Regions from separate parts of the Mus musculus genome. Here region 1 is linked to region 2. A link is a contact called in public HiChIP or PLAC-seq data. All regions are on one chromosome and are shown on one strand. Each heading gives the region's core, a stretch centred on a gene start, on an enhancer-like site or on the middle of the called end of the contact. The rest is flanking DNA. Distances are from core to core; before and after follow the strand shown.

Region 1 (2,923 bases), core at 184-2,683, 210 kb before region 2:
GAGTGTGTGTGTGTGTGTGTGTGTGTGTGTGTGTGTGCAGTGCTTGCAGAGACGAGAAGCCCCTGGAACTAGAGTTACAGACAGTTGTGAGCCACCATGTGGGTTCAGGGAACCAAACTCAGGTCCTCTGGAAGAGCAGCCAGTGCTCTTAAGAGCAAAACTCCTCTCTTTCTCTCTCTCTCTCTCTCTCTCTCTCTCTCTCTCTCTCTCTCTCTCTCTCCCTCCCTCCCTCCCTCCCTCCCTCCCTCCCTCCCTCCCTCTCTCTCTCTCTCTCTCTCTCTCTCTCATTCTCTCATTTTCTTTCTATTTCTTTTTTTCTTTTCTTCAAGACCAGATCTCACTGTGTACCTTGGCTGTCCTGGAACTCACTCTGTAGACTAGTCTGGCCTCAAACTCACAGAGATCCTGCCTCTGCCTCCAGAGTGCTGGAACTAAAGGCGCGCACTAAGACCACTGCCACCACCAGCCCCACACCTTCTTTTAAAATGTTGTCTTACCCACTGCTCAGAATTGTCTTCCTTTCTTCATTACTTTTATAGCGAAGAAGTGGCAGATGATTTTTCTCTAAGTGACATACTGAAGGTTCAGGCACATGACTTGCAGGACTTGCATGGCTGTATAAAGGAGCGGCTAAATGAAGACCTGAGCTTGTCAAACAGAGCTGGCTCCCTTCGCTTTTCTATTGATTTGGAGAAGGACCTGGAGATGGCTGTCAAAGAATCACTTATGTCTGTGCCAGGCTCTAAAATGGTTGATGGGCTGAAGAAAAGAAGGAAACACATTCAGAACAAGACCAGGAAGATTGGTATTTATGGGATGGTCATGGGGTGATGGGTGGGACCTATCTGGGGCTAATAAGGCAAAAGGACATAAAAAGCAGCCCAGGGAAGTGGGAGGGTCTGGCTCACAGAAAGCAGTCTCCCCAAGCAAGCTCCCCAGAAACAAATGCCAAGGTCAAAGCATGGATAAAACCATTTATAAACTCTAACGCATCAGTCCTCTCTGCCTTAGTAGCTCTACTTAAAGTTCACTAAACTAGCTATCACAGAAAACCTCACAACCTCCACAGTTTCTTACTATTTTTCTCCAAATATCCCACAGTTAGAAGAACCCTGAAGATATCCAAGAGAAGCAAAAAGACAGACTTGCAAAAGGAGATTTTAGAGATTGCAGCGGAACCAAGAAAGGGCAGGAGAATTGTGCAAGTTGACACCAAGGATGGTTCCCTAATGCCAGAGCTGCCTCTTGGCTCTGACAAAATCCAGGAAGAAACCCAGGAAGCAACAGAAGTCAAAGAGGAATTAGTAGACAAAGGAGCCTTGGGAGTCAAAGGAACCTTGGCAGCCAAAAGAGCCTTGGGAGCCAAAGAGGCCCTGGGAGCTGAAGAGATCTTGGGAGCTGAAGAGATCTTGGGAACCAAAGAGGCCTTGGAAGAAGAGGCCTTGGCAACCCTGGGAGCCACAGACAAGGATGTGGCCCTTAAGCCAAAAACCCAGACTTACTTAAAGAAGCCTTGGAAAACGGAAAAAGAAAACATAGAACAAGAGGAGTCAAAAGAGGGTACTTCAGAAGCACTTAGAAAACTCCAAAAGAAATTACCACCTCCTACTGAGCTAGACAAAGACATGGGGATTAAAAAAAGTCGTGGAATAGGAGGGACTCCCGGGCGTATGATCTCTCACCAAGAGAGGAAGTCTTGGCGAGAGGATATTTGCCACCTTGTCACTTCAAGAATAGCAACTTCTCATCCAGGGATGGAAAGGGATCTGGGGAAAGAACTGGAGGACTTCGCCGATATGGTGCTTACTGACCAACCCAGCTGGGATTTCTTCACAGACCTATGTCCCTGGAGAAGGCTCTCATATACACAACCAAAAGAACCTGAGGCAGCCAAGCAGGAACGACCTGTTCGTAAAAGAAAGGTGCCTAAAAGAGCTATCAAGGGGGAAGTGACAACAGCTGCAGATCAAGAGGGAATAAGCATTCAGAAGAAACGTGATATTTCTCCAAAAGACAAGACAAAGAAGACAGATATCTTAGACAGTCACGAGATCTTAGAGAAAAAGAAGCCTAAAGTGACAGCAAGAAAACAAGGCAAAAGAAAACAGGAAATAATTGAAGACAAAAAGGAGTTGACAAAGCTCGAAGACAAAAAGAGATTGATGAAGTTCACTGAAACAAAGGAGAAGGGGAAGTTAGTCATAGAGGAAAAGCAACCAACCAGTCCAGAGAAGGAACCAGAGAAGGAGAAGTTAATCACAAAGAAAGAGAGAACAGTGCAACCAGAGCAAAAAACAAAGGAGAAGGGAAAGTTAAAGTTAATCACAGAGGAAGAGAAGTCAATCCGTCCAGAGAAGGAACCAGAGGAGGAGCCAGAGGAGGAACCAGAGGAGGAACCAGAGGAGGAGCCAGAGGAGGAACCAGAGGAGGAATCAGAGGAGGAACCAGAGGAGGAGCCAGAGGAGGAACCAGAGGAGGAACCAGAGGAGGAACCAGAGGAAGAACCAGAGGGGGAAACAAAGGAGGAGAAGAAGAAGTTAATCACAGCAAAAATGAAACCAACCCATCCAGAGGAGGAAACAAAGAAGGGGAAGAAGAAATTAATCCCATCAGAAAGGAAACCAACCCACCCAGAGATGGAAACAAAGGAGAAGTTAATCACTCCAGAAGAGGAATCAGCTAGTTTAGAGGGGGAACCAGAGAAGGAGACAAGGAAGTTAATCACAGCAAAAATGAAACCAACCCGTCCAGAGGAGGAAACAAAGAAGGAGAAGGGGAAGTTAATCCCATCAGAAAGGAAACCAACCCACCCAGAGGAGGAAACAAAGAAGGAGAAGGGGAAATTAATCCCATCAGAAAGGAAACCAACCCACCCAGAGGAGGAAACAAAGGAGAAGAAGGGGAAGTTAATCCCATCGGAAGA
Region 2 (2,904 bases), core at 302-2,801:
ATCATCCTCATCAGTGTTAGAAACCTATCAGAAGACAAGCTACCCAATAACCCAGGGTGGTGCCTAATACCTGTAATTCCAGCTGAATGGAGAAGCTGATTCAGCAGAATCACAAGTCCCAGGCCAGCCTGGGCTGTCGTTCAAATAAACAGCCCACCAATGTCAGGCTAAAGGGGCCCCCACAAACCAAATCTTGGGAAAAAAATAGGCATCAAAAAGAATTAAATTAACTATAACTCATTAAGAATCTATGCATATGTGCTGTTGAGACTAAATTAAACGGGCTAAAGGAAAGCTCTTTCTAACATAACTCTCTTAGGGTTTTATTGCCGTGAAGGGACACCATGACCAGGGCAACTTTTATAAAGGAAAACATTTAATAGGGGCTGGCTTGCAGAGGTTCAGTCCACCATCGTCCTGCGGGAAAGGTGGAGGCTTGCAGGCAGATGTGGTGTACCTTGGGCATATGTGACCTCAAAGCCCCGCCTCTACGGTGATGATACACTTCCTCCAATAAGGCCACACATAAAATCACTACTTGGCATGGGCAAGCATACAAATGCATGAATCTATGGGGCCATACCTATTCAAACCACCACAAGAACATAAGAATAACATGAAAACCCAATCGATTATTCTTTCAGAGAAGCCCATACTGCGATTTCAGGTGCCGTCATTCGGAGCCCCTCTCCTCATGCTAAAGCCTAAAACCCCAAGCCTAAAATAATAAAATAAAATAAAAAGCCGGGTGGTGGTAGCGCATGCCTTTAATCCCAGCACTTGGGAGGCAGAGGCAGGTGGATTTCTGAGTTTGAGGTCAGCCTGGTCTACAGAGTTCCAGGACAGCCAGGACTATACAGAGAAACCCTGTCTCGAAAAAACAAAAAAAAAAAACCAACAACAAAACAAAACAAACAAACAAACAAAAAACCCACAAAACAACAGCCACAACAAAAACTCAAGCCTGCTTTGTTAAAAGAAAACCACGTCCGAAGTGGTGGTGCACACCTTTAATTCCAGCACCACGGAAACAAAGGCAGGTGGATCTCAGAGTTCCAGGCTAGCCTGGTCTACACAGATTCCAGGCTAGCAAGGGCTGCATAGAGAGAGTTTGTCTCAAATAGAGATTTAAGAAGAAAGAAAAACTGGTTAAAAAAAAAAAGAAAAGAAAAAGAAAAAACTCAGGTAGAGGGCGGGGGTGTGGTGGTGTGTGCCGTTAATGTCCACATTCAGGAAGCTTACTGGAGAATCACTTCAATTTCAAAGTCAGCCTGGTGTCCACAGAGAAAACCAGGGTCATTTAGAGAGACCACAGCTTTAAAAACAAACAATAGATGCCCAAACTAGTATAAGTGGTTCAGCCAACGCTCCACGCTGGACCTCAAAGCATCTGGGGGTTAGTTTGTTCAACGCCAGAGCTACTGCTGTAGGCCTAAAGACTTGGCCATTTCTGCCCAATCCTGGATCCTGGAACCAAACTCCCTCTGTCCAGGCCTGCACAAGATGCTACCGAAGGCTCCCCGCCTCCCTGCGGCTCCCTTGTGCGCATGCGCATTGAAGCAGCGAGAAAGAGACACACACAGCCCCACCTCCAACCCCCTTCCCCTGACCAAGAGCTAGGGGCCTGGCTCGCAGCCTCCGCGGGGCTGGAAGCCCAGAACCTAGTCAAAGAAGCTAGTGGCAGTCGGACTCTCAGGCTTGAGATCTGATGTCCCAGAGCCTTCAGTACCACGGTCCCGTCCGTAGCACTTTGGTGCCGCCGCTGCAGCGCTGACCGCGCTGGCAACCCACCCTCCCGGGATACCCGTCAGCTGGGTGGTCCCCGGTCTCGTGCGGCCTACGCTCTTCTCCGGGGACCCGCTCTGAGGACCCCTGGGACTCAGGTGGCCCGTTCGTGGGTACAGCTGCCGTGCTGACGCGCTGCACCTAAACCCCGGCCTGGCTGTGGACAAGGACCGAGAGGGAAGGCGGGGGCCGCGACTTGCACGGTGGAGATACCCTGTGCAGAACCTTAGATTCCCGGCGGGCCTGGGGAGCAGAGAACCGGGGGACACCTCGGACCTAAGGCTGGGCAGCCCCGGACTGGTAACTGGTGAAGCAGAGTGGCCGAAGCAGCAAACTCGGGCACGGGTGACTGTGGGCTGCTGTAGTCTATCTCGCTTGCTGGGATCATACGGATGGGGTCAGCCTGGAGCCCTGAAGCTTGGAAGGGGATTCTGATCAATTTCAGAAAAGCGTAGGGGTGAGGCCAGAGGACGTGGTGGCATACACCTGACTTCTCGGGATTTGGGAGGTGGAGGCAGGGGGAGTAGGCGCTCAAGGTCATTCTCTACTGCCTAACGTTGGGTTGCAAGAGAGAAAAAGAAAAGAGAAGAAGAAGGAAAGAAGAGAAAAGAAAAGAAACAAGGCCTGGAGTGTCTGCCAGTCTTCAGAAGAGACCCTAGAAGCCAGCAGCTACTACTTCTGTTTAAAACAGAGATTATGTGTGAGTTTCTAGAACTTCTGTGTTCCTGTGAAATGCTTGAGTTTTTGTTTTTCGTTTTTGGTTTTTTGTTTGTTTGTTTTTGCTGTTGTTGTTGTTGTTGTTTTGAGTATGGATTTTTTTAATTTCCTTCCCTTTGAAAGACGTTTGTGAAAATGTTTTATTCAACTGTGAGTGGTGTCACTGCCACTCCACTAGGACCAAGTGTTCAAGGCCAGCCTGGGTTACATTGAGACCCTGTCTTTAAAAAAAAAAAAAAGCGAACTATTCATTGCTTTGGGTCTGAGAATTTCCCTGCATTTTCAGTGGGCAGAGACTTAATCAGGATTCCTCTTTGAGTGCGCAGCGCCTGCGGTTCTATGGTTATGTAGCACCCACGTGCTATACATTTAGATGTCCTGTTTTTCTTAGGATTCTCTAAT

Evidence for each region. HiChIP or PLAC-seq counts read pairs in DNA pulled down with a chosen protein or histone mark.
Region 1: a contact with region 2 is called in an H3K4me3 HiChIP or PLAC-seq map of embryonic stem cells, with 32 read pairs. The contact joins the enhancer-like site here to the promoter of Zfp30 in region 2. A contact is called at or near these places in 7 of 39 promoter capture datasets (the 3T3-L1 cell line, the C10 cell line, cranial neural crest and 4 more) and 2 of 115 datasets of contacts at active chromatin or transcription factors (both in embryonic stem cells).

What each region holds. Positions count from the first base shown.
Region 1 is chr7:29,573,383-29,576,305 of GRCm38.p6, forward strand. It overlaps 4930432E11Rik. Among named protein-coding and RNA genes, the nearest start is that of Gm38982, 19 kb to the left of the region's middle. Within about 2 kb of position 1,434, at least 12 of the 459 cell types and tissues checked have an H3K27ac peak or open chromatin away from gene starts, as enhancers often do.
Region 2 is chr7:29,782,417-29,785,320 of GRCm38.p6, forward strand. Zfp30 (zinc finger protein 30) reads left to right here and starts at 1,552. Exons shown (of 5, transcript NM_001360208.1): 1 at 1,552-2,485.